Linked DNA regions of Mus musculus: all the other regions are linked to region 1. The links are chromatin contacts, called in public promoter capture Hi-C maps. All regions are on one chromosome and are shown on one strand. Each heading gives the region's core, a stretch centred on a gene start, on an enhancer-like site or on the middle of the called end of the contact. The rest is flanking DNA. Distances are from core to core; before and after follow the strand shown. Region 1 holds the start of C1galt1c1 (C1GALT1-specific chaperone 1). Region 2 holds the start of Ndufa1 (NADH:ubiquinone oxidoreductase subunit A1). Region 3 holds the start of Rpl39 (ribosomal protein L39). Region 4 holds the start of Nkap (NFKB activating protein).

Evidence for each region. Promoter capture Hi-C pulls out the DNA fragments that hold promoters and counts their contacts.
Region 2: a promoter capture Hi-C map of erythroid cells shows a contact between it and region 1, with 34 times the contacts expected there. The contact joins the promoter of Ndufa1 here to the promoter of C1galt1c1 in region 1. A contact is called at or near these places in 3 of 39 promoter capture datasets (erythroid cells, liver and pre-B cells).
Region 3: a contact with region 1 is called in a promoter capture Hi-C map of erythroid cells, with 37 times the contacts expected there. The contact joins the promoter of Rpl39 here to the promoter of C1galt1c1 in region 1.
Region 4: a contact with region 1 is called in a promoter capture Hi-C map of erythroid cells, with 39 times the contacts expected there. The contact joins the promoter of Nkap here to the promoter of C1galt1c1 in region 1. A contact is called at or near these places in 2 of 39 promoter capture datasets (embryonic stem cells and erythroid cells), 2 of 115 datasets of contacts at active chromatin or transcription factors (astrocytes and microglia) and 1 of 9 other capture datasets (adipose tissue).

What each region holds. Positions count from the first base shown.
Region 1 is chrX:38,633,493-38,637,937 of GRCm38.p6, reverse strand. It overlaps C1galt1c1 (C1GALT1-specific chaperone 1), which reads left to right and starts at 2,795. Exons shown (of 2, transcript NM_021550.3): 1 at 2,795-2,960. Gm52440 (a long non-coding RNA gene) reads right to left here and starts at 2,650. Exons shown (of 2, transcript XR_003953098.1): 1 at 2,509-2,650; 2 at 1-570. It also overlaps the pseudogene Gm18436.
Region 2 is chrX:37,189,233-37,193,271 of GRCm38.p6, reverse strand. Ndufa1 (NADH:ubiquinone oxidoreductase subunit A1) reads left to right here and starts at 2,034. Exons shown (of 3, transcript NM_019443.2): 1 at 2,034-2,283; 2 at 3,309-3,398. The coding sequence starts at 2,182. It overlaps Rnf113a1 (ring finger protein 113A1), which reads right to left and starts at 2,050. Exons shown (of 1, transcript NM_153503.2): 1 at 805-2,050. The coding sequence starts at 1,880. The coding sequence ends at 855.
Region 3 is chrX:37,082,530-37,086,759 of GRCm38.p6, reverse strand. Rpl39 (ribosomal protein L39) reads left to right here and starts at 1,538. Exons shown (of 3, transcript NM_026055.2): 1 at 1,538-1,635; 2 at 2,672-2,775; 3 at 4,011-4,230. The coding sequence starts at 1,633. The coding sequence ends at 4,059. Snora69 (small nucleolar RNA, H/ACA box 69) reads left to right here and starts at 3,727; the gene lies at 3,727-3,848.
Region 4 is chrX:37,125,336-37,129,751 of GRCm38.p6, reverse strand. It overlaps Nkap (NFKB activating protein), which reads right to left and starts at 2,989. Exons shown (of 9, transcript NM_025937.4): 1 at 2,377-2,989. The coding sequence starts at 2,756.

The DNA.
Region 1 (4,445 bases), core at 1,546-4,045:
TCACAATGATCTGTAATGAGATCTGGAGCCCTCTTCTGGTGTGTCTAAATACAGCAACAATGTACTCACATATATTAAATAAATCTTTAAAAAAGAAAAAAAGGAAAAGAAAACTAATTCTCTTTTTCCAAGTTGACTTCGAACTCACGAAATCCTCCTGCCTCTGCCTCCTGACTGCTAGGATTAAAGGCATGTACCACTATTGGCAGGCTGAAAACTAATCCTTAAAAATGGGAAAAGAAAGAGAGAGAGAGAAAGAGAGAGAGAAAGCAAAAAAGAAAAACAAAATTCTTCCAGCAAAAAAGAAAAACAAAATTCTTCCGGCAAAGAAATTATCCAGGATAGTGCGTTGAAAGATTATAAAATGAGGATTTCTTCTTCAGAGGAAACTTCAATACTGCTTGAGAGTCTTGGTTTCAGGGTTGTTTTGTAAACCTTTGTGTCTGTTCATTTTCAGCACTTGCCGGTTGCATCTCACCTATACGACCTGGCTAAGGGATGAGCAGTAGACAAAGTGCTCTTGATCTGTCTTCAACTTCCCACTGGTGTGGAAATTCCACTCGTTTCAATCTACAAAGGAAACTTCAGTTGTTTCAATCTTTATAAGGCTGCACCATGTGTTGATTTTCATTGCTAACATAAGTATTTAATTATACATAATCACACAGAGAGGAAAAAAAGAATCAACACTCACTCCCTGTCAAATAGTGTGCTACCAGCAAAGAGAGAGGGCAGTGCTGGCCGTAGAAGGCTATAAAACGAGGAACTTTTCCTAGCCGTCTCTGGGAATGAGTCCAGTTTAGGAAATCTATGAGAAAGCATTGGAAATGAATAGATGAAAATTGAATTCACTGGCCGGGCTTCATTCAACACAAATGTAAATAGAGATTTGGCAAAAATAACCCAGTACCTAATTCAAATGAGAAAACTTTCACTGTAATGGAGGACAGCTGATCCTTTGAGTAAGAGGGCAAAAAAAAAAAAAAGGAAAAAAAAAGGAAAAAGGAAGAAGAGAAGAGAGGGGAGAGGCACTGATATTCACAGTGCCACTGAGAAGGGATTACTGGAGAGACTGAAACAAAGTAGTCCAACAGTGTTCCCATTCATGACTTTCACAAGTCTCTGGAGAAACAGAAGGCAGATGCTGAGGGAAAAGATGAGGAAGATGTGGGCCAAAGAGTTTGTGGAAGAATATGAGGTGGTGTTTGGTTTTTTTGTTTGTTTGTTTGTTTGTGATATGGATAAATTGGATGCCAGCCGTGAAGAGGAAAAAGGAAAGGCACTTAATGCATAGCACAAAGACAAAGCCCTCTTCAAAGGCCTGCTGCAGAAAAACCAGGCCCGTGTAGAATATGTGCAGGACACAGACAGAACCACTCCATTTGTCTTTGCCTTGTAAACAGCACTGAACACTGGGAATGTGTTTAGCTCAAACACAAACATGCCACCCCCCAAAAAAAGAAAAGCAAGGTTTGTCAGGAATATGACACCCCGATTAAGATACTACTGCCAGAATAGTAATTTCTTGCAATCTAGATGTCATTACAAGACTTCCTGAACTTTCCATTGTACTTAAGGCATTGCCAGTCACCACTCAAATGTATGAGTTTCCAGGAATTCAGGCCCAAGTCACTTCTCGGTGTTCCCCGAACCAAATCTAGTGACAGAACCTTTTGAATAGCTATAAGGCTGGCCTTTAACTGCTAGTCCTTCTACCTTGGCCTCCCTAGTGTTGGCATTACAAGTGTGACCGAATAGCACCAGCTACAAAAGAGCACTTCAAGAGACTAGGTATGCCGGCTAGTGGTGGTGCATGCCTTTAACCCCAGCACTTTGGAGGCAGAGGCAGGTGGATTTCCGAGTTTGAGGCCAGCCTGGTCTACAGAATAATAATTTCTGTTAATAATAATAATAATAATGTGAGTTCCAGGACAGCCAGGGCTATACAGAGAAATCCTGTCTCGAAAAAACAAAAAACAAAACAAACAAAAAAAATGAGACTAGGTATTTATTGGGGGGTTCTGTAGTCCTACTTTGACCTGGAGTCTACACTCAACTCTGCATTTGACTTATTGGCTAGCCCTTTGAAAGCACCCCTTATCCTGTACTGGGCTTGGTTCTCCATCTGTATTTCTAACACTCATTAACTCCTCAAATATTTGCTTATTGCATCCTGGCACTATCTGCTAGCAATACAGGGTGGAATACACAGAACCAACATTTACTGAATGCTTACTTTACACTTCACCTTTTGCTAGGGGAGTTATGTACACTAACTGATAACCTGTGAGATATTTTCCAAACACAACAAAGGAAGGAACAGAGGCAGCGTGAAAATGAAGTCACTTCTCCAGGATAGCAAAGCACTTGGCTGAAGGATCACTTCTAGGCTATGTGGCTTCGAAACCTACCACCCGTGTAACCACAGCCAATTCTTGCTCCCCAAAGCGATGACAATTTCAATGACTTGCATTTTGGTTCCAGGCCAGGAATACTGGGAGGAATTACCTTCTTGTCACCACAAGGGTACCAACACATTAGAGTAGGTTAGAGGAATGATCTAGAAATCTACATCAGGTAAGCAGCAGCTCTCTTCCGCACTCCGGCAGTTTCCACGCCCGTAGGCAGACCGAGGAAGGGAGCGTGGGCGGGCCTTAAAACACGCACGCCCCTCGGGGCATCCCATTGGGTACAGCTGAGCATGTCGGGGCGGGCCCTTTCCGAGTCTCACGGAGCCCGCCCCCCACGCCGTTCCCAGCTCTCGCCCCGCCCCACCCCGCCCCGCCCCGCCCCCACCCTCGTCAGCTTCCTCTGTTGCTCCGTCATTAATGACACCAACGAGAGGATACCGCCTGCGTCTAGAGCAGCCTGGTTCCGAGCGTAACAGAGTGGGCCTTGGACCTCTCACGTCCAAGCCTCGTGAGGCAGCGCTTTCCTGCCCTGGAGCCGTTCTAGATGCGGTGAGTGCCAAAACCTCGGCCCCCACTTCAAGCACAACCCAGAGCTACTGCTTCCCTCCCTCCCCTGGGAAGGCCAGGGCCCTAGCCTGGGCCCTAGCCCGTTCCCAGCATGCTCCACTAGGGATGCCTTGGCAGGTGCGGCGGGAGGACCCAGCGGGAGTGGGGAAAGCAGCCTTCCGAGAGCTTCTCCCTTGGCCCTTCAGTGGGACACTGATATCCATCCTGGTACCCAGTCTCCATTTTGATCTCCATCCACTTTCTCCTTCTAAAAACAGAAAAAGAAAGAAAGTTTGTCGCAAAAACATACTTTCTGCTTTCTCTTGTGTGTGCGTTTTAAGTTCCCTCCTCTGTACAAAAATATCCCATCGTGCGGATTGTTGGTGTTACTTTTTTTTTTTTAATTCCTCAGCGGAGAAAAAAAAATGTTAGGATAATTTGTACAAATAATTTTGTGTAGAATTAGTAGACGTTTTGAGTTTTAATAGTATTTTTGCCGTTAGGAGGAAAAATTCTGGAAATTTTTGACACAAAATCATATGAAGGTACTTGTCTGGATTGTTGAGTATTGGCCAGAAATAATGATCATGTGATAAGAACTGCAATTATAACAAGTAATATAAAGGTGAACTTTACAATGCTGTTTTGAGGCATAGCTTTTCTGTTCTTTCTCCTTTCCTATGGGAAGTGTTTATTGACCAAGTTCTCTGGATTACAGAGGGAAACTACCATCTTGCCTTCCCCCACCCACTTCCCCACACACTCTTAGAAACTGCACCTGTCCTTCAAACAGCTGTCTTTGTGGTAAAAGTCAAAGTTCATTTCTTTTATAAGAAAACAATAGGAGCCAGAAGTGTTGCCACACACAAGTAATACCAGCACATGGACAAATGAAACGAGAGGATCACAAGTTCAAGATCAGCTGGAGATACATAGTGAAACCCTATCTCACATCTTAGAAAAGGGGACAGGAAGGGGGGAGACAGGGTCAGTGTAGTATCCTTGTAGCATTATGGGAAAATTTGGTGCAAGCATCAATTATGTTTACTAGATCCACATGTCGCGTTTATAGGTCACTTCTACCACTGATAGCCTTTGTGACTTTAGATCAGCTATTTAACCTTTATGGTTCTCCATTTCCCCATTTAAAAGAAGTCTTTGTGTGACACTAGAGGGGGTCCCAGCGTTGAGTATTAAGGTCAGATGGGGCAGACATTTGGTAGCCTGCTCTATCACTCTCCCCTTTATTCTTCCTGAACCAGGAAATATGTTGAAGGCCAGCAGGCCCCAATGAGCTCCTGCCTCCAACCCCACAGTGCTGGGGTTAGACATGGCTTCCTGCCTTGCCCAGCTTTTTATATGGGCACTGGGTATGGAACTCAGGTCCTCAGGAAACTCAGGTCCACCGAATCATCTTTCCAGCCCCATTTTTTTTAAATTGACACATAACTGGACATATTCTTTAAATGAGAGAAATGACCTCAGGTA
Region 2 (4,039 bases), core at 785-3,284, 1.4 Mb after region 1:
GCCTGTCCTCCCTGCCTCTCAGGAATGTTAACCAAATGTATTTGTCATTTTCATCCCCCCGTTACCTAGAGATTCCTTCAGTGTGGGATTTGGTCTAAATTCCCCATCTTAAAACGTTTGCCTCTTATCAGTTTCTTATCATATACCAAGCACTAAGCTAGATCCCAAACAATTGTGAATACAGGTACACTAATTTTAACAAGGTGTGATTAGTCCCATTGGAGTCTATGAGGACAGGGATAGTTTCAGATTATAGATTATAAAGCATTAGGCTTTTCGCTATCTCCAAGTTCAGTACAACATCCAATTCAGTGGCCATCTGCACATTTCAGGTACCTGACAGCCACATGAGAATAGAATCTAGCATACTGGACAGCTCGACAGAGAGCATTTCCATCGTCAGTGGAAACGGGGGTTACCTATAGGTGCTTCAAAGAGAGCATGGACAATTTCCCAAAGACTGCAAGAAACACCCTCAAAGAGATCGAGGACCAACTCAAGCCCTCCAAATGTGCATTTGAAAACAGCACTTGTACCAACAGATAAAGCATCAGAGTAATTTCTAAACTATTCAAATGTGATATAATAGAATCAGTTCTTGATGTCATCCCGACTTGGGTTCCCTTACGTAAATCCTAGCATTGTTCATGAACTTCTCCCATCCACATGACCTATGCTATAGTCATGGAAGTTATTTCAGGTCTAGAATTCCAGATAATACCTATCTTGAAGCTTTTCCTCTGGAGCCCTACTCCATCGCCTACCTTCTCTGCCACTTCCCTTTAGAAAGAAAGAAAGAAAAGATTTTAAGAAACAACAAAACATTTATTTTGAGACTGAGAATTATGGAAAGTCTAAATAATGGAAACTGGACTCTCCTCTATGTCTTCTAGAGAATCAGAAACACCACCCTCTGCTTCAGCTCGATGCTTTCCCAGTTTAGCAATCAGTTCTTTGGCTGGATTAAAGACGCCATTGGTCTGCTGGTCACAGACATAGCAGCGTGAGGTGGTACGGAAATGCTGCAATGCACAGCGCTCGCAGAAATAATGCCTACACTTGGTGACAACTGGATTTTGGAAGGTCTGGCGACAGATGAAACACTTGAATGGTATTTCCTCATCATCGCTTCCCACTTCGTAGTTTTCGTCCTCATAGACACCATAGCGACCCTCATCAAGCTCACGTTCGATCTGCCACCCGTGCTTGTAATCTGAACGATCATGGAGGAATTTGCAGCTGTCCCCGAAGCCGCAGAAACCAGTCTCCTTGTAGTCCTTACAGATATCGGGCTGGTAATCCCAGCGCACGGTGGCACGTAGATGCTCAGGAGCTCGGATAGGGCCTTTCCTCACCATCCCGGAGGAAGCATTGCCCATGGATGTATCCTTGGGCTTCACGTACTTCTGATAATTATTGATTCCCCGATAGATCTTGTCATCTTCCTTGCCCCTCAGCTCCTCCTGGATCTTCTGGCTCCGCTCAAAGATGGACTGTGCATCTCGATCCTTCTCAGTGTCCAGTTCGTAGACGGCGGTCGCCCCCATATCCTCGGGCCCCACGGGTTTTGCCGAACGGGTAGACTTGTAGACGACGCCGAGACCCTCCGGTTCATTCTCGTCCTCGCTACTCAAGCCGCCATAGGTTGCCTTCTGTTTAGCGCTGCCACGCGTCTTCTGGATCATCGGATTGTGGGTCGCTTGCTTCTTCTCCGGGCGGACCACAGAGCTGCCTTCATCACTGCTGCTGCAGCTGTCCCCGGAGCCTGCATCACAGAGCCGGCGCTTTCGGCGGCCCGCCGCTCCTTTCCGCCCAGGCTTTTTGAAGAGGAACGTGCACACCTGACGGGTAGAATTCCCGGGAGAAAGTTGCTCCGCCATTTAGAGATCCCCAAGTTCTGAAACTGCCGCGACGTCCGGGACCGCTTCGCGTCGTCACACTCCGTGGTGGTCTCTGATGCAGCGGATCAGATAGGAGGAGTAGGACGACAGAAAGAATCCTGTCCGGGAACGCTTGCTGGACCGCGAACGCCAGTCACTTTTGGGCCCCCACAGCCACCGTCGCTTCCTCCTCCGGAGCCGTACGGGGCACCGCCCCTCCCGCGTGCTGCCGGAAGAGAGGTAAAGCCGGGTCACCTCTGAGGAGCCGGTGACGGGTTGGCGTGCGAGTAACGGTGCGGAGATGTGGTTCGAGATTCTCCCTGGCCTCGCCATTATGGGGGTGTGCTTGGTCATCCCCGGGGTGTCCACTGCGTACATCCACAAATTCACCAACGGGGGCAAGGTAAGGCGGCCGACTCGGCCGCGGGTGGGGGACGGTGGGGGACGGGGGCCATTTATGGTGGGGGACGGTGGCCGTTTGGATGCGCCTTCGCTCTGTGAAGAAGAAGCCATCTAAGGGGGATCCTCCTCTTAATGTTGCCTGAACGCGGAGACTTGGGATTCCACCTTTTAACTTTAGTAAAACATAGCCAGTTTGAGGGCTGAGGAGGAGTGGCCCAAAAGGCAAAATCTATTCGGCAGTTAGCAAGGTAGATGACAAGAGTTGGGCCCTGGTTCCTAGGCAGAGGGAGAAAGGTGTTAGTCATGTCCCCGCTCCTTCCCATCGTTCATCTCCTTGCGGACACTGTTTAATTGATTTTGGTGGATGTATTTGTGCCTTTGAGTGCAGGAGCCCGCGGAGATCAAGAGAGGTCCCCGGGTCTCTTGGAACTAGTAGTTAAAGGAGGCTAGGAGGCAGCAGAAGTGGGTGCCACGAATCCAGTCCACTGCAGGAGCAAAGAGCAGTCAAGTCCAGGAAAGCTGGTACTACTACAGTGAAGCCCCGTCTCAAAAAAAAAAAAAAAAAAAAAGAAGTAGTTGAGAGGGGGAGGAGGATAAAGGAAAAAAATCAGTGGTGTTGGTCCCCTCCCCCAACTCAAAAAGGGAGAAGGCTGAGAAGTCAGTTGCCATCATGGTCTGGTTTCATTTAGGAGATTTTGGCTTTGTATTAGTCATTTAGCTTTTGTTTTAACTTTGTCAAGATTTACTATCTATGTATGTGTCTGCTGCTGTCTGTGTGCACCCATGAAGAGTAGAAGAGGGTATTGAATCTCTCCTGGACTTGCAGTTATGACCCCTCCCCCCCCCAAATAAAATCCAACCAACTTGGTGCTGGGAAGCCAGTTGAGCACCCAAGAATAGCAGGCAGGTACCCTTCCCCTCTGAGCTATCTCTTCAGCCTCTAGTATGTCATTTAAGAAAAATTGTGGGGTATATCTTTTTACTGGGTCACTTATATTTATAAACTGCCTTGTCCTTTATTTAAAGGAAAAACGAGTTGCTCGTGTTCAGTACCAGTGGTATCTGATGGAACGCGATAGACGTATCTCTGGAGTCAATCGCTACTATGTGTCCAAGGTAAGATGACTAAAAGAATTGTGGTGGCTTCTGGTAATGCCTTGCCTAAGGTCATACAGGGCTCATTTACTTTGCATGGTTTTTACTAGTGTGGTATACAAACTTTATATATATATATATATATATATATATATACACATACATACATATATAGATAGATGCTCAGTGTATGTGGTGTGCATGCATACATGTGTGTGTGCACTTGTTCATGCATGTGCATATGGAGGGCACACCCATTTATTTACTTGGTTGGTTGATTTGTAATTGAGACAGGGTCTTAATATTTAGCCTTTGCTTGCCTGGAATCCGCTATGTAGACTAAGCTGGCCTTGAAGTCATAAATTGGCCTACCTCTGGCTCCTGAGTGCTGGAATGAAATGTGTGCACTAGCAGGCCTAGGAACTTATTTATTTTTAAATTTGTCTTTAGTTCTATGCAGGCTCCATGGTACAAATGTGGAGGTCAGAAGACAGCTTGTGGGAGTGCCTTATTTAGAGAAGTGATAGAGCTGCCTTGGCAGCGTGTGCTTGTAATGCTAACCCCTGGAAGGCTAAGGCAGGGGGAATCTGTGAGTTTGAGGCTAACTTGGGCCACGTAGTAAGATACTGTCTCATCAAACAAAGCATAAAAAAGAATTAATG
Region 3 (4,230 bases), core at 289-2,788, 1.5 Mb after region 1:
TTTTATGATATCCACAGGTATTATCTTTAGTTTTCAGCTTCTTGTTGTTCTATGATGTGCTCTTTCTATAGTTTACCTTTTAGAAGTAAGGTCTCAATATATAACCTAGGCTAGCTCACAATTTATGATCTTCTGGCGTCTGCCTCATAGGGACCTCATAGGGGTACACAACTATACCTGACTTTCTGTTTTATTTACACAGCAGTTGAGCAGATGTCAAAGAGAAGTAGTTCTTACCTTCCACCTTTTTGAGACAGGGTTTGCCTTGTTTCTGTTGCTGTGTTAAATACTCCAGGCTAGCTGGCCCTCAATCTTCCAGGACTTTCTCTCCTGTCTCCACCTTCTATTGTGCGGTAGGAATCTTAGGGTTGCAGATACATAGGAGTACTTATTTATTTATTTATTTATTTAGCGACAGGGTCTATATGTAGTAATCCTGACTGGCTGGAAGCTCAGTATATAGACTAGGCTGGCCTTGAGCTCAGAGATATTGATCCTTCTGCTTCAAGTGCTAAGATTAAAAGTGTAGGCCACCACGCCCTGTATCTTCACTTTTTGGGACTTGAACTATAAGTTGGCAGGATTGCGTAACTGGTGCTTTTATCTACTAACGATTCCCCTGGCCCTGGTATATGGGATTTTTACCCCACCGGAGACAGAGTTTCTCTGTGTATCTTTGGCTGTCCTGGAACTCGTGTGAGTAAACCAGGATGGTCTCAAACTCAGAGGTCTGTCTGCCTCCCAAGTGCTGGGATTAAAGGCGTGCACCACCACTTTCCGGCGCCTTTTTTTTTTCTTAAGATTTACATATTTATTTTATTTATATGAGCACACTGTAGTTATTCACTACAGATGGTTGTGAACCACCATGTGGTTGCTGGGAACTGAACTCAGGACCTCGGGAAGAGCAGATGGTGCTCGTAACCGCTGAGCCATCTCTCTAGCTCCGCCTCCCTTTTAATCAAGTATTTTTAGGTACTATTGATAATGGGTCCGTGTGTGTTTACATGGGGACGTGTACCTGTAAATCATAAGTGTAGGTGCCCCTGGAAGTCAGAGACATGTTACCCCCTAGAGCTGGAGGGTTGTAAGCTGCCTGATATGGGTGCTGTGAATGGAACTTGGATTCTCTATAATAGTGAAGTTAGTCATTAAAAGATGTCTGCAGCCCCATCTTCCTCCCTTCCAGGGTGCATCGCCAACCCTAAGCCCCGCCCCTCTCGCAGAAGCGGGGGGAGTTGCAGCTCTGGAAGTGATGTAGGCCTTTTCCCGCCCTCCTCAGAGTTGGTCCCGCCTACTCCGTTTCCAGGTGTTTGCTAAGGGTTTACTTGGTTACTTCTCAAAGGCCACCTACCATGGCCACCAAGGCTGTGGCCCTCAGCACAATGATGATCACCTGCAGGAACAGGCATGGACGCGGAGGCCTCGGAATTACGTTCTCTATAAACCGGTTTGGGTTCCCACGGCCCCATGGGAGCGCAGGGGTGGAGCTAGGGAGGACGCTGCGAGTCATCCATCCCCCCCTAAGCTCCGCCTCTAGCGACTTCTTCTAATCGCGTTCTTCCGGTCCCGGCCTTTCTCTTCTCCATTCCTCCGCCATCGTGCGCGCTATTCTTGATTCGGCTTCTCGCCATGGTAAGACTATCGGCCGCCATCCGTCCCTCAGCGGCTTTCCTGAGGCCACAGACCGCTGTGCCTTTGTGGCAGACATGCGCAGCATTGAGGGCTGGGTGTATTTTTCAGGGTTTTAGTGTTCGTTTTTGGAGCTGGGACACCTATCGGCCTGTGGGCGCGGCATGAAATTATCAAGTCCATTTACCCTTGCAGGATGAGAACGCTCTTCCTGCAGCCTGGCAAGGGGTGCAAAGTATTCTTGTTTCATATAGCCTGGGGCTGACGGTGATCTTCATGATGGGGGGGGGGCAGAACGAGAGGCTTGGGACCACTCTTAGATTGTCCCTGATCGAAGAGCATGAATCGCCATTTGCACAGCGAGATGTCCACAGTAAGGGTTAACAGAACTTTGAGATCCCTTCAGAAGTTAGCGCGTCACTCCTTGGAGGCGTCTGCTAACAGCGCATCAGTCATTGCCTACTGGCAAGATTATGCTTATGGGCGTCTAGGTACAAAGTGGGTTTAGTATCTGAATTTGTTAAATAAAACCTCCAACTGGTCTAGGGGGACGAGTGCGCTTGGCCTTCGTTGCATTTTTTTATGTAATGGTGTTTGCCTACGGAGTGTCTAGGGCTCCGTAATCTTAGGTTAGCCAGCAATGTCACTTGGAGGTAGATAAGACTTACAGAGTACAGTACCTAGTGTCATTGACTTAAAACTGGCCAGGGTTTGCCTAACCTCAAGCCATCCTTGTTCCAGTAAGTCCGTTTCCTCTCCTACTCCAGCTATTCCGTGTTTCATCGCTGGAGCCCAGCAGACAGCCAGTTTATAGGTCAGACAGGACCTGGGCTTAGAAACTTGGTGCTGATTATGAGCCATGTTTAAGCCATTAACTCTTCCTCCAGAGAAGTGATGAGGATAAAGGACTTGGTGGTTCGAGGTCGGGGAGCTTTTCCTGGGTGTATGTTCTGCAGGCCTGATGTTAGTTTGTTGGAATTTGTGACTGAATCAAGAGACTAGGCTGTGGTGTCACTAAGCTGGTTGCATCTCCTCGTAGTCTTCTCACAAGACTTTCCGAATCAAGCGATTCCTGGCCAAGAAACAAAAGCAAAATCGCCCTATTCCTCAGTGGATCCGGATGAAAACTGGTAACAAAATCAGGTAAGCCTTCTCTTGTCCGGCTTGGAAATCGTTATGTTTTAAGTAACTTTGGGCATGGAGATACACAGTTGCAAAGTACGGTCCACCCCAGTCAATTAGTGTGCTGGGGACTCCCTTTTGAAATGTTTTTCCTTTTGTTTGGGTTGGGAGCACGGGGTTGAGAACTGGGAGGAAACACTTCTCCATTCATCAAATGGGTCTTGGGGCTCTAGCTCAGGTCATGAGGCTCCTTGGTAGTGACTAGCTTACTTAGCCCCCGAAATCCCTCCACAAACCTTTTATAAATGCTTCCTAATTTCCCTAGGAAGGCTTCAAGGGATTTGACTATTCTGGCAGGAGTGTTCTTTCCTGCAACCAGAGTTGAGCTCAGGACCAGCTGGGTCTTTGAGAGAGGTGGAAGGGATCGAACCCAGGGTCTCCCCCAGGCAAGGGAAGCGCCTTTCTGAGTTCTTTCTGTGGTGTGGGGGATGCAGGCCCACATGTGGTCAGAGGACAGTTGGTGGGAATTGGTTTTTCCCAACATGCTGGGATTAAAGATAAGCATTGCCCAGTTTTGGGATTAGTAAAAATCTGGGTGTGGCTCTGCTGGGGCAAAAAGTGAGCCTCCTTGTTCTTAATTTAGCCACTTAAGCTTGATATCAACAACCCACTCTAGCCTTACATTCGAGTTAATTACTATCTTCTGTCTTCTGGTATGGTACATGTATTTAGAGACTTTACTTGCAGTCAGGACTAGACTTTCAAACTTTGGTTCCCCCCCACCCCCATAGAGTGCTAAGGAAAGCTTTGAAGCACTAGGCAGCGGACCTTAGATGCTTTACCGGGTAGTCTTTTGCTTTTTGAAACAGTCTTGTTTAGCCCAGGCTGGCTAATCTGCTCCAACCTTCCAAGTAAGTGCTGAGGTTACAGGTGTGTGCCACCTTTATAGGTAACTTTGAAAGAAAAGCAGGTAGCAATTACAGTGCTTCATTTTGTGGGAGTACTGCCATTATCCTGCTGAAAGAAAAGCCATGTTGGTTGTTTCTGATTTTTGCTTTTGGGGTAAAAATCGTGACACCTTGACATGAACAGTTCAGAGACTGGTTAGCTTAGCTCTGCTACTTACTGTAAGTCCTTTTATGCTCTAGCAAGCGCTTTAAATAAATTCTCTTGTTCCTCTGAAAGTCTGACTCTGCTAGAGGAGCAGGTTTGTTGTGACCAACCCACCTTGTAACTGGTGGCTTCTCTTTGTACAGGTACAACTCTAAGAGAAGACACTGGAGGAGAACGAAGCTGGGTCTGTAAGGATTCACACAATGGCAAGACTGAGGATTTATACTGAATTGTCATCAATCAGTCCTACCAGATGGATTTCAACATTTAAACCTGGAGACTCTTCGTGTCTTGAATTAGGATGTTTGTCCAGTAATAAAATATAGAACCTTTCAAAATGCTTTTCTGGTTTATAAAGTACTG
Region 4 (4,416 bases), core at 1,740-4,239, 1.5 Mb after region 1:
CATGTACATATCCACACACAGACACATACATACATATAATTAAAAATATAATAAAAATAACACTGAGTGTGCTGGTGGATGCCTTCAGTCCCAATACTTGGGAGGCAAAGGCAGGCAGATCTCTCTGTGTTTGCAGCCAGCTTCATCAACATGAGTTCCAGGACAGCCAAAGCTATACATAGTGACCTTGTCTCAATCCCCTCCACCCAAAAATAAATAAAATAAAAATAATTCTTTGAAGAAAATAATTAGCCTGAATTCCTTAAAGTTTGATGGCTTATGACTCACTTTTAAAAGTTACTACTGGGCTGGAGAGATGGCTCAGTGGTTAAGAGCACTGACTGCTCTTCCGAAGGTCCTGAGTTCAAAACCCAGCAACCACATGGTGGCTCACAACCATCTGCAATGTGATCTGACGCTCTTGTCTGGTGTGTCTGAAGACAACTACAGTGTACTCATATACATAAAATAAATAAATCTTTAAAAAAAAAGTTACTACGAAAGACCTATAATTGGCTTTTCTTTTTTTTAACATTTTTGATCATGAAAAAGGGTATTGATAACTACACAGAGAGAGACTTGGAGAATTTTGTATTTGGCCAAAATGGATAATTTAGAAAAGGGGTACAACTGTTTGTGGCTTCTGGGGGAAGAATGCCTGCCCAGCCATAAAGAGCACAGAAGTCTCATGTCTATTGCTCCTGTAATATGTTAAAATTTCTTATTTTAAAACACAAAGTCTAAGGCCTAGTACCATGCCTAAGACATAATTTTAATAGACAGAATAAACTTCATATCACCTAAAAGTACAAATGCAAATCTCATCCAATCACTTAACATTCCAGTAAATCCTTTACTCCTCTGAAACTGGATCTCATAGGACAGGGTCTAGCTAGTCTTCAACTCCTAGTGGTTCTGACCCTCTCTCAAGTGTTGGGATTAGAGACATGATCCTGGCTCAGCATTTGCTTTTCAACTGACACACTCCATGGGTACCATCCCAGAGGTCTCTAACAGATCAGGACTGTTTCACTTATGGATGTTATTACACCCTTAAAAGCCTTGTTACTGATTTCCCTGTCCCTTGTGGGCCGCTGCTCCAACTCGGGGCCTCGGGTTTGCTAGGCAAGCATTCTTCCCCTGAGCTCAGCTCCAGCTTCTGCGGATTTTTAATGATGAAGAAGCGAAGCTAGGAAAGGTCTCACTTGCCCAAGACCATCCTGCTTCACCACAAACAAAACCTTCACACTCAGGCAGGGCAATGCGGAAACTTGCCCTTTTTTTTTCTTATACTGTATTTCTTCCCCTGCTGGGGGAGGAAAAAAAAACATGAAGCATCTCTCAACTGTTGGAAAGTTAACTTGCCCCTCGATGCCTGTAATACTTGAAATTTTACCATTTTGAAACACATGGTACAGGGCCTAAGACCTAATTTTTAACAAGCATAATAAACTTCATACATATCAGATACTATGACTAATGCAGCAACATGAGCCTCTCTCAGGATATCACTCTACCTCAGGCCTACCTTGAATTAACTCTGTAGTACAGGCTGGCCTCGAATTACTTGTGACAGTCCTACCTCGGCTTCCTGAACGCTAGGATTACAGGAGTGAGACATCATGCATGCCCAGCTTTTGAATTTAAATATGTCTTGAGGCATGGCCTCATGTAGACCAAGGCGGCCGTAAATTTGCTACGTCGATGAGAATGAGTGTTCTGACTTGCCTCAAGAGTCTCACAGTTGTTGCTACTAAAGATTTGTGAGTCTTTTTAAACTAAGAATTCCATTAGAGGAAATCCAATCTCATTCCCACATTGGTTTGCATGGTCAACACGGCTGAGACCACTTGCCAAGACTTTTCCCAACATAGCCTCATCTAATTATTCTTTTCCCTCAAAACCAATACATATACTTAATTACAATACTTCCCAGTTCACTGCAAAACGTTTCCACTGAAATATCCTCTTGTCTCAATTTTTTCTGTTTGTTCATGCAACAAGAAACAGCTGCCATGCCTACCAAGAGGCAGGCACTACTAATTCTGTGATCAATAAAAGTCACAAACCTCTATTTCCGTTTAGTGAGGAATAAAGACAGGTGCACGGATAATGACACCAAGGCATACAATAGCCTCTTACTTTCCCAGTAGGGGTAAGTAGGTAGTGGGAAACCAGGGCCTCTTATGAAGGAGTCTAGGGATGAATGAAAATGTAAGTTAGAAAGGATAAATAAAAAAGGTCACGGGGTGAACTGAAGAAAGAGATGAAAAAGGTGCGAGGCGGATGGGAAGCGAAATAAAACAGAAACAATGAACAAGCTGGACTCAAAGGCAGGCAGAATGACCCAAGAGAGGGTGCGGCGATTTCACTCACTTCTGCCGGAGACTCTCCTCCCTTTCCTTGTCCAGCAGGCTAGGCCATGGCTTGTCGCCCCCGTAGGGACGCGAGTAGCCGCCGTAATAGGCGGACGAGGATGCAGAAGCAAACGGGGCGCTCCGCTGTGCCGAGGGCCGTTCGCGAGAGCGCGATCGAGAGCGGGAGCGGTAAGATTGGTTTCGGGAGCTTTGGCTGAAGCCACTCAGCGAATGACTGAGGCCATTCCGGTCGCCGAACCGAGAACAAGAGCGCGAGCGAGACCGGCGACACCGCGGGGAGCGGGAAGATTTGATGGATTTGGGGCTCCGCGATGGACTGCGACGCTTCGCCCCGGAGGCCTCCCGTTCAGGGCTACGCGAGCCCGATACAGGAGCCATGGTGGGGGAAGCTGAAGCTACCAAGGGGCGGGACAAGGAGGCGCTCTCGCGACCCCCAAAGGTCCCGGACACCTAGGGTCCTAGAGCTTGCAGCCGACCAAATCCGAAAAAAAGCAAGCAAACAAACAAACAAACAAAAAAACCAACTTGGAAACAGTTCCGTGTACAGCGGTAAACCCCTTCCCCCGGACCCAGAGTCCTTGCCGCCAACAGGAAGGGATTTGTGTACCTCTATATAGAAGCCGGCCAGGAAACTGAGGCTACGCTCTCATCCAGTTCCTAGTGAGGTTTCTGAAACCTAAACCGCACTGGATGCCTGAAAGAACATTGCGATGAATGAGACAAGTATTTCATTGAGTAGCCATATAAGCAACACCGCCAATTCTCCCTTTATTTAGTGTGGGACGATCTTTGCCTGTATAGTGTGCGCGTATGAATCTGTGTATGTATTATAACCCCCACTCCCACTCTTTTTTTTTTAATCCCAAGCAAACAAAAGATCATGATTAGGGTTAAGCTTTAATCTAAGATCATTGTTGTCCAGTTCACTTAGAAAGCATACATTCTGATAACTTCAGTCTGTTATACTCCGATTAATTTAGCGACCCAGAGGAAAATCTTAGTACGTAGGTTCAAGCCACCCATCTCTACAAATGTCCCACAAAACGAAGTTATCAAGCCCCTTCAACTAGTCCATCATACACTAGCCCAGCAAAATATAAGGTAGACGATTAATAGTTGTATGTATTAAGTATTTTTAGGCAAAAGAGCATTCAAATATTAATTTTGTTTTTAATTTTTTTGAAATTGAAATGTAATTGTGTCATTTTCCCCTTTCTACCTCCAACCATTCCTGCGTGCCTCCTCTTGCTCTTTTAAACTCATTGCCTCTTTTTCTTTATTTGTCATTACATGTACCTGTAACTATAGCTGTTGTAATGTTTTCACCAGAGAAGACTACTTAGATATGGGTTTTAGCCAATAGAAAGTCACACACGCCGGGGCGGTGGTGGCCCATGCCTTTAATCCCAGCACTTGGGAGGCAGAGGCAGGAGGATTTCTGAGTTCAAGGCCAGCCTGGTCCACAGAGTGAGTTCCAGGACAACCAGGGCTACACAGAGAAACCCTGTCTCGAAAAAAAAAGTTGCGCGCGCACACACACACACACACACACACACACACACACACACACACACGTCCTGTGTTGATATACTTCAGTTAACAAGAACATGTCCAAAAGTGAAACTACAGAAGCCAACAGGGAAGGTCAGTACCTTTAGGAATATTCCCAGAACTATGTACTTTGATCTTTTGTCTTTTGTTTTGGCAGGTGATACTGTCTACATGCTGAATGTTGCAGCCTGAATGGTACTTCCATCATGGAGTCAGTTGTGCTAAGGTCTGGGGACCTACTAAGGTCTAGAGCCCTGTTACAATAACCTGCTCAGAGCATATATTAACCGTATGTTTATGATTTCAGGACCGACCATTTGGTATTGGATAATCAGCTGAGGGAAGACTATTTCTCCTGGCTCTCAGCATTACCTAGTTGCCTGTAGTTCTTTGTCTAGGGTTAGAGCCTCGTGAGATTTTCCCATAATCTATCTTCTGGTGTCATCCTTGTCAGGTCTTGCTTAAGTAGCCATGTTGCTGAGACTTC